2 separate regions of the Mus musculus genome follow, and region 1 is linked to region 2. Evidence: chromatin contacts called from public promoter capture Hi-C data. All regions are on one chromosome and are shown on one strand. The core of a region is the stretch at or near the end of the contact, and the rest is flanking DNA. Distances in the headings are between cores, read along the strand shown. Region 1 holds the start of Gtf2i (general transcription factor II I). Region 2 holds the start of Rabgef1 (RAB guanine nucleotide exchange factor (GEF) 1).

Region 1 (4,757 bases), core at 928-3,427, 4.1 Mb after region 2:
AGAAAAAGAAAGAAAAGCCTGCTATAGGAAATACCAACCACCCCAAATCCCAAGCCAGATGTTTATGGGTACTGTACCTGCACCTTATTTACACTGCACCCCCTTATTTACAAACTAACTTTGCCCAGGAAACCAGGCAGGCTGGGCCAGCACAGCAGCCGGAAAAGATAGCCGGCCTTGCACCTCATCCCCTGTTCCCCAAATCGGCGGGCACTCCACCAGCACCATCTCAGATCTGCACTCTCAGCAGCCAAGGAGCACAAAGCCATAAGGCAAGGAGGGGGTGTGCTAAAGGGAGCTGCGAGGTGGGCGGCAGGAAAGGAATGTAAGAGGCCCAAGAATTTCGGAGCCAGACCTGCGATCCCAGCACTTAGCAGATGAATACAGGAGAGATCAGAAGCTCCAGGGAAGCCTCCACTACAAAGCGAGTTCCAGGCCAGCCTGAGATACAAAACATCCTACTTAAAGTTTTACTTTTTTTTTTTTTTAAATTAAGCAAAACTTGGGCGAGACTTGGTTGCACTTGGTCTTTAACCCCAACGCTGGCGAGGCAGAAGCAGGCGGATCTCTGTATTCCAGATCAGCCTGCTCTACCTAAGAGTTCCAGAGCAGCCATACTGAGATTTCCCGCACCTCAAAAAAAAAAAAAAAAAAAAAAAAGGGCAAAATTGAGAAAAAAAAATAGAAGTGCAGGAGTAAACTTTTTCCCCCGTTCCTTCTCTTAACCCCGAAGGCTGAGTGCTTGCCCAAGCCAGACTGATTATTTTCATAGCCTCAAGGCTAAAGTCTTCCTTCCGGTCATTGTGTTTATTTCCATCTCCTCCTCCCTAACGCCCCCACCCCCAAAAAAAGTCCTGGCCCCGAGGGACCTGCAAGCGACCAGCTCCGGACAAAGCCCACGGCTGGGCTCCACCTGGGAGCAGGGCGGAGCACCGGACAGCCAGGGCGGGCACTGGCTTCCAAGCCTGGTGGCTCCCGCCCCCCTGCCGGGGGCCCCCACCGCAGTTACCAGGCACCGACGCCCCGCCCCCACGGTGCCCGCCGGCCAATCGCACGCAGCCTGCTGCCCTAAGCTCCGCAAGCCCTGGACACACGGACACACACACACACACACGCTCTCATAGCGAACCCGACACACACACACACACATACAAACATATACACACACACACAAACGCTCACACAGCGAACCCGAGCGCGACCCCACGGGGCTCAGGAGGGGCCGTGGCACCCCGCGCGCCCGCGCGCGCGTCCCCGAGCGAGCCCTCCCAGCCAATCAGGAGCGAAGGAGCAGGGCTGCGCGGCCCCGCCGGGGTACGCTAACTCGTCCGCTCGTTCACGCGCGGGGGGCTGCTCGCGCGAGACCATCCCTCTCAAACACCCCCAACCCAGTCCCCCGACCACCGTCCACGCGTCTGGATACAATGTACGCAGGCGCGGAACGCCGCGAGTCCTCCCCCACGCACCACGGGTGTGCGCGTGCAACTGTCGTCTCCCCCCACCACCAGCCGCCCCATCCCCCCAAAAAAGCCGCGTCGCGTCCGCTGCCAAGGCCCCCAAGTAGAGTGGACTTTGGGGGGGGTCACAGCGCGTCCGCTTCCTCACCCCGAAGTTGTCCCCTTGCCACTCGCAGCGCGCCAAGCGACCCCAACTCTCACGCCCGAGTCGGTGCACACACTCCCGACGGGGGCAGAGTGTCGAATAAAGACGCCCCTGTTCGCCATGGCACCCCGAGGCAGAGGGGGACGACGGAGGGGACACTCGAGGGAAAGGGGACGATCTGAGGCGACAGGGACTCACCCGAAGAGCAGCCGGGGAGGGTCGGGGAGGGGGGGATGCGGACAGCAAGCGAGTGTAGGCCGGAGGGGCCTCGGCGAGCTGGCGAACGGGGTGGAGGTGAGAGGGCGAGGGGGGCCCGTGCGTCTCGGCCGTGCTCCTGTCACCGCCGCATGGCCGCCCCCGGCGGGGCCTCGCTCCACGCTGGGTCGCCAGACGCCGGGGGGGGGGGGGGGGAACAGGGACGAAGCCCAGGGATAACCGCGGCAGGCGGGCGGCAAGCGCGTGCAGGGAAGCGGGGGGGCCGCCGGTGCCCCCTTTTCTCTGCTCTCCCAGCTTATCTCTCACCCTCCTCCTCCTCCTTTTTTTTCCCCCTTTTTTTTTTTTTGCCTTTTTTTTTTTTTTTTTTTTTTTTTGTTCCTCGAAGGTGCCGCTGCGCGTGCGCACAAGCAGCACCGCCCACCGGGAGTTGTAGTTCTGAACCCGCGCTCACCTACGCAACGGGTGGGTACCCCGAACTATAACTCCCAGACAGCCTTGCGGCATGAACCCTGATTCTCTCCCCACCGCCCCCCTCTAGGCCGAGGCGAAGCGCCGCGGCGCCCGGCCCTCTCCGGCTTGGACTGTCAATGGAAGCGCGCGGGTGGTGGGAGCGAGAACATGGCTGCACCTGGGGCCTGCGCGGCCGCCCGGATGGGGGAGGGGAGTGGGGTGAGACCTAGAACTTAGTGTCCCCCCCCTTCCTTCTCCAGCAGGCCACAACTTCCACTTAAATAACTCTTTGCTACCAACATCCCTTTGCAAATTGCAAAGTTAGGGACATTGCAAAGGCCAGGGGAGCCCCGGGGCTGGCCTGTCGCCTGATTTGCAGAGGGAGGTCCCCCCAGCTCCGGGACACAAAGAACTCAATGTTTTCAAAGCTGGCTTTAGAAGCAACCAGAGTGGACTTGCCCAAACTTGGGACAGGCAACGGATGGGAGGGGGTGAGGAACTCGTGATTTCCATTTCTTCTCTCTTCGAGTCTTTACACAGCTCCACATTTAGAAGGAGAATTGAAGAAATCCTGATCGTCCCCACAGCTACAAAGAAAGTAAACTTAAGACCCTCCTCCGGCCATTATATTTATTTTTCTCAACTACTTCATAAGATCAATGACTTTCGAAGAGTATCAACTAACTGTTCATCTAAGTTAAATGCAAAAGTTAAAAAAGCCCGAGTCTGAAGAACTTAGCTGTTAATGCAAAGGACAGAATTGGGTGAATTTGTGGTGTTTGTTCGTTTGTTTTTTCCTTTTTCTTTTTTCTTTTTTTTCCTTCCCACCGCTTATGTCCGCCGAATATTCGGGCGCCCTCCCCCACCCGTTGCTTCTCGGTAGGTGGCGGCCACAAGGCTTTTTCCAGCCTCCCAGCCTCTTTGTCGCTTGCTGGAAAACTTTCCGTGCAAGCCACTCTTTTGATGTAGTTCCAAAACCCTGCCTTTGAATTCGGGTTCAAGGATTGGCGTTCTCTGGTCGACTTTCTTGTATGAAACCGCACCCACAAAGCCTCATCTACAATCTCCATGTTGGATTTCTTTGCACTCCACGGAGTCTTTAAGGATTCCTGGGAAGCAGTCTGATTAGAGAAGCCGCCTACGTTTTTTGGTTTTTATTACGATTTTCCCTAACAATATTTACACCCTTCGTTTCCTTTCCTAATCCGATTGTGACTCAACTCTGTCGACTCTGTCCAGGGCTATTCATTAAGTTGTCAAAAGAACAACTTGCTCTTTGCCCCCGGATTTCACTGCTCTTTGGAATATTTAACCAGATTCCATAAGACCGAAACAGGAGTCCTACTCCTTTGCAGCAGGGGCTACGTTCTAAGATGCATGCCTGAAATTAAATCACTCCAAACTTTTTTCCCTACATATGCTTAGGATGAAAGTTCTGCAAGGTCCTGGGATGCACACCTGACATTCCAACACTTGGGAGGATATGAGCTGGAGAAGAGACTGTCCAAGTAGGGAATTCATGTCAGCCAGGGCTAGGAGATAAGACCATGTTTCTCAAAACAACAAAGAAAGAAAACATTACAAAGGTTTTTGTTTTAATTACATACAAAAGATTAAAAATAACACAGTGATACTAAAACAATATTCTGGGGCCAGGATGTAGCTTAGCTGGTAGTGTGCTTGCCAACATGCACAGGCCCCTACCTTCAGCACTACATACATACATACATACACTACATGAAACATAAAGGGTAACGTACATACATACATACGTGGTTTATGTACTACAGGAAACATAAAGGGTACCACATATCTGTAATCCCAGCCCATGGGAGATGGAGGCAGAAAGACAAGTTCAACTTTGTCCCCTGCTATACAGAGACTCTGAAGTCAAACAGGGATCCATGCGACCTTGTATTCAGTAACAGTAGCAATAATATTGATAAACCATTCGTAACAATATATCATAACATCTATATGAATATCACTCAAAACACTCAGTTGTCCACACCCTCCTGCCTCCTTTCACGACAGGGAAAGACTGGCTTCGGCTGGCAACCTTGATCTTTGGCCAACTTTTCCCACTGCTGGAGTGTACTGGAGCTTCTTTGTGCACAGGCAGTGCCTGTCAGTAACGCTTGTATTTTCCAGTTCAGACTCGTTCCTCTGTAACCATCTCTTACTGCATTAAATGGTTTTCATCTCTTAGACGGTCTTAATCCTCTCAGGAGAGGACTTGTTCCATAGATGCCATTGGTCTGTTTTGGCTTTGAAATGGCTCTCACTCTGTAGCCTGATCTAACCTCTGAGTTCTGGGATAAGCAGTGTGCCCAGTGCCAGGTCTGAAGTCTCCACAGGTGGCCAGTGCTTCCTGACAAGTCAAAACTACCTACAATCTAAACAAGATTTCTGTTAGGTCTTCAACCCTCAAAGTTCAAACAATTTCATCTTCATTATGCAAACATCATGACTGTAATCTTTGCTTACTG
Region 2 (4,919 bases), core at 1,710-4,209:
CAGCGTGAAATGAACTTTTTTGGTTTTTCGAGACAGGGTTTCTCTGTATAGCCCTGGCTGTCCTGGAACTCACTTTGTAGACCACGCTGGTCTCGAACTCAGAAATCCGCCAGCCTCTGCCTCCTGAGTGCTGGGATTAAAGGCGTGCGCCACCACTCCCGGCCAACGTGAACTTTTTAAAAATAATGTAATATGGTCTCATGTAGATAAAGCTGCCCTTACACTTACTATGCAGCTGCAACTCCTGTTCCTTCTGCCTCAGCCTCCTGTGAACTGGGATTCTAAGCATGTGCCATCAGATCTGTGAACTTTTTATATAAAGTCACTGAGCCAGCCATACGTGAACACAACTGCTGAACACATTGGTGGGGCTTAACAGAGAGGGAGTTAGGACAAAGTCAGGGAAGCTCTGCTGTAGGCTTCACATGCTATCTGTTGACATTCTCGGCTTGTGGATTGGTGGACACCACCGTTGGAATGTAAGAATGCATTCCAAAGATTTTTCCGGCTGGCCAGAAGGATGTTAAGTCAGAGACAGAATGAGTCTTAAACGGATATTCAACGGACCTAAAGACAGTCTGAGATATGGCTCTATAACATTCCAACTCTCCAAAACCAGTCTACAGAATCTTTAACACAAGGGTGGGTTTTTAGAGAACTTCACAAGGTAGACAACACTTATCTGCTGCCTCTAGCAGTCTTGAAGTGGGAACTAAGACTAGCTTCTGTTCATGCCTTCACTATTAATGCTGTGTAACACTGGCTAACTTAGCCGGGTGTGGTGGCGCATGTCTTTAATCCCAGCACTCGGGAGGCAGAGGCAGGCGGATTTCTGAGTTCGAGGTGAGCCTGGTCTACAAAGTGAGTTCCAGGACAGCCAGGGCTATTCAGAGAAACCCTGTCTCAAAAACAAACAAACAAACTCCAAAAACAAACAAACAAAACCAAAAAAACCCACTGACTAACTTATTTAATTTTTAGGTCTCAGCTATACCCCAATTTTTTTTTTTTTTAATTCTGATGATTGAACCTAGGTCCTCCAGAAGAAAGAGCTAGCCTTCTGTAGGTAGGAAAGGAAAAGGGCTCAGGGTGGAACTGCCCATAGTTCACACATATTTCTGTGAAAATATGTATCTATGTTTTAAATGAATGCTAAGAGTTCAAGCAGCGAGGCCAAGAACACCAGGGATGAGAAACAAAGATGTCTGCAATCCGGTTTGAGATAACCTGATGAAGCAAGCTCCCGGGCAGTTGGCACCAACCTGACTGTCCAGCTATCTTTCACTGATGCCAAAAGCTTTCCCCCCTTCAGTAGTAAATGTACAGGAGAGGCTTCCTCATGTTTCCTTACATTATGATTATTGTGTGTGGATGCCATGATACTTACATGGAGGTGAGTGGGCATCTTTGTTAGTTGGGTCTCTCCTTCTACTTTTTGTTGAAACCATTTATTTATTTTACGTACATTGGTATTTTGACTGCATGTGTGTCTGTGTGAGGGTATTGGATCCTCTGCAACTGGAGTTGCAGACAGTTGTGAGCTGCCATGTGGGTGCTGGGAATCGAACCCAGCTCCTCTGAAAGAGCAACCACCGTTCTTAACCACTGAGTCATCTCTCCATCCCCTCCTTCTTTTTTTTGTCAGGTCAGTTCCAGGATTTGGATTTAGGTTGTCAAGCCTGAATGGGAAACCTTTTACACACTGAAACATCTCTCTGGCCCTCTTTACTTGTAATCCTCTTTCATAAAACTCGCTTTCACCTCATTTGTCTGTGTCTTTCTTTAATCTTCATAGACCTTAAACATCCAACTTGGAGCCACTTCCCTAGGCCAACCTGACCCTGTCTGGCACCCTACAGCCTTGTGCCAAGCACAGCTGGGTCATGAAAGATCCTTTTATTCTCACAACTCCTGCATCATCATGTGCTCTCATTATAAAGCTATACCCCACAACCTTCCTTATATTTGCCCAGGCCAAGAACACTAGAGATGGGAACTCCTGAACTTCCTGTCTCCACCTAGCCAGGCTGGGATCACAGCCTAGTTGCTATTGGACCAATTTCCTTAAGATTCTCCTAAATTGAATCAGTTTCAAGTCCTGCTCTTAAAAAGAGCAAGCCAGGAGTGTTCATTTCTGTGGGCCATCTGCCCAGGTGACCAGGTTCTTTCTATGGACGAGTGCCCAGGAGTGAAAAACAAAATAGCAGAGTCAGAAAAGGTGAAAACAGGCATTTATTGAGACAGGGGTTAAAAAAAAAATTCTGCTGGGAACAGTGTTTTGTTTTTGTTTTTTGTTTTTTCCAGAGCTGAGAGCCAGTCTCACGGACTCTGGGTTGCTCATTTGTAGGGTTCATTCTGAATTCTCTCCTCCCCTATCCTATAACTTCATCTCCTCCACCCCGACGGTTCTTGGCCCAGGGAGATAACAAAAGCTAGTGAGGTGGCATGTCAACTGTCCAGTGGGAGCGTTATCTATCTTTACAGACAGGCAGTCATGTGCTAAACTTTTCCCTCTCGATCTTTTTCCTGACTATCTATTCCCTGCTAACTGCTCACTAGGGGAAAGGTGTGTTTGTATTTCCTTCTGGCGGCCGCATTCGCTAAGCGCTGGGAGATGTCTCCTGGTCCCAGACTTTGATGTCCCGTTTCGTGTATGGCTGTCCTCGGGGCTCCTTGTCGCCCTCAGGCTAATGCAAGCAGAAGCTGGTAGACGGAATGAGGAATGACAGGGGAAACCGCGGCTTCTCGCGAGTCACAGACACGTCAGCGAGGGCCTCACGGTCACTCGGTGTCCCCTGCCCTCAGGGACTGCCCCTTCGGGTGGACAGCCTCCGGAGCGTTGCAATCTTTTCCGGCCAGCCGCCAGCCAGTCCCCGGAAGTCCGAAGCGTCACGGAAATGACGCCACGCGTACGCACCGCGCGCGTGCTCGCGGTGCCGGGGGCGGGGCGTGCGGGGGCAGGGGCGGGGCAGGGAGCCGAGTGACTGAAGGGGCGCTGGGAGCGGCGGTCGGACGCCGGCGGAGCCGCGGAGCAGGTTCGGAGGGACGGGGGCTCCGGAGGCGCGTTCCCACACGGAGCGGGGCGGCGGCGGCGGTGTCCGGCCGCGCGCTGACCGGGGCCGCTCCGTTCCGCCTCTCAGCCGGGAGGGCGGGCGGGCGCATAGGGCCAGGCCGCCGGAGCTCTGCTGCTGCTCTCGGCCTCTCCAGCTCGGCCGAGTTCTTCCCAGCTCGGCGGGACTCGGGCTCCCGGGAGGACACGCTCCCCGGTCGTCGGCTGCCGCTCCGATCCTGTCCGAGTCCGGAGTTGTGGTTGCAGCCGGGCGGGTCCCATCCGGAGCCCGCGTGGGTCCCGGGGCTGGTGCGGCTGCTGTGGCGCGGGGTTTTGAATACTCGTCCCAGGTGCTAGAGGCCAAGGTTATGGGTGTCTCTGAATGAGAAGTCCTGAAGCTGAGGCAGGAGGATTGCCGCGAGTTTTGAGGTCAGCCCTCTGCCACTGAGGAAGACCCTTTTATGGAAAATAATAATAAAGGCAGTCCCTGATTCCGAGCTGTCTGGAAGGGAGAGCCAAGGGGATGTCCTTCCATCCCTTCGCGGAAGTTGGCTCCATAGAGGGAAGCGCCTTGGAGACTAGGTCATTGGCAGCTGGCTGTGTCTCAGAGCTGATGACCAACCTCTGTGGTTGGGAAATGTGTTGCTGGATGTGGTAGGCTCGGTCTGTCTGTGGAGTTTAGATGTGACACTGGCATAAGTTTTACAGCGTCACCTAGTTTTGTGGTAAGAGCCCCTATGGTCCCCCCACCCCCTGCCACCTCCTGGAAGTTAACTGTTGGGTCTTTTAACCTACAAACCTAGAATTACTTTTCAAAGGAAGACCCAATTAGTCACCCACTTCTGACATCCCAGTATTTGGAAATTGAGTCAGGAACAACAGTCTTGGGAGTTTTGACGTCAACGGGGCTATGTAGTGAGTTTGAGGCCAGCCTATACTACAGAGTAATATTCGATCCTCCCGCCCACCAGAGTCGCAGTTAAAAGAAAGAAGAGGCTAAAATAAAATGGTCTTGTCAAGCTTGTTACTGGGCGGTGGTGGCGGTGGCTCACACCTTTAATACCAGAATGCTGGAGGCAGAGACAGATCTCTATGAGTTTGAACAGGCCTGGTCTACAGAGTGAGTTCCAGGACAGTCCAGGCTACATAGACTGTTTTGGGGGGAGAAGAAGCTTGCTTGTTACTTGGTGATGACTGACTTTAAGGTTTACACATGTTAGATAGGGGCTGTTTAACTGAGCTACAGTCCCAGTTTCTATTCAGCCTCTGAGAGTTACTGTTTGGGGGGATTATTTATTTATTTTGATTTGTGTGTTTATTTTGGGGGACAGGGTCTCGCAATACAGCTTTGGCTGTGTAGATCAGGCGATCAGGCAAGACTCTGAACTTGGAGCATTCCGCCTGCCTAGGCCTCTCAAGTGGTGAGATTGCGGGTGTGGACCACTGCCTTGCCTGTCTTTTCTTTTGGTATGTGTGTTCACAGTGTGTGCATGTGGAGGCCAGAGGTTAGCAAATGTTAGCTATTTTCCTTGGTGTCATACTAGCCTTGACTTTCATTGAGACAGGCTCTTAGTGAACCTGGAGCTGGATTCACCTAGACTACTACTAGCTAGCCCACAAGCTACAGGGAACATTTTTTTGGTGTGGGGACTGGGGACCTGGTTCAGGTTCTCATGCTTGTGTGGCAAGTACTTTATTTTTGCCATTTATTTTGCCCCAGCCCCCCCTTTTGCCTTTGATGAAATGAAGTTGGAGTTTATTAAGAAACAGTTTTATTATAGAATTAAACCCCGGCTTTAAGGAAGAGAGAGACACTTTAAAGGACAGTATACCTCCAAGACATGTGTGTAAACTTCTTAAGAGTCTCCAA

What was found. Promoter capture Hi-C pulls out the DNA fragments that hold promoters and counts their contacts.
Region 1: a promoter capture Hi-C map of the HPC-7 cell line shows a contact between it and region 2. The contact joins the promoter of Gtf2i here to the promoter of Rabgef1 in region 2. A contact is called at or near these places in 2 of 39 promoter capture datasets (the HPC-7 cell line and cranial neural crest) and 1 of 484 Hi-C or Micro-C datasets (B cells).

What each region holds. Positions count from the first base shown.
Region 1 is chr5:134,312,583-134,317,339 of GRCm38.p6, forward strand. Gtf2i (general transcription factor II I) reads right to left here and starts at 2,178. Exons shown (of 34, transcript NM_010365.4): 1 at 1,801-2,178.
Region 2 is chr5:130,168,860-130,173,778 of GRCm38.p6, forward strand. Rabgef1 (RAB guanine nucleotide exchange factor (GEF) 1) reads left to right here and starts at 2,960. Exons shown (of 9, transcript NM_001199059.1): 1 at 2,960-3,035.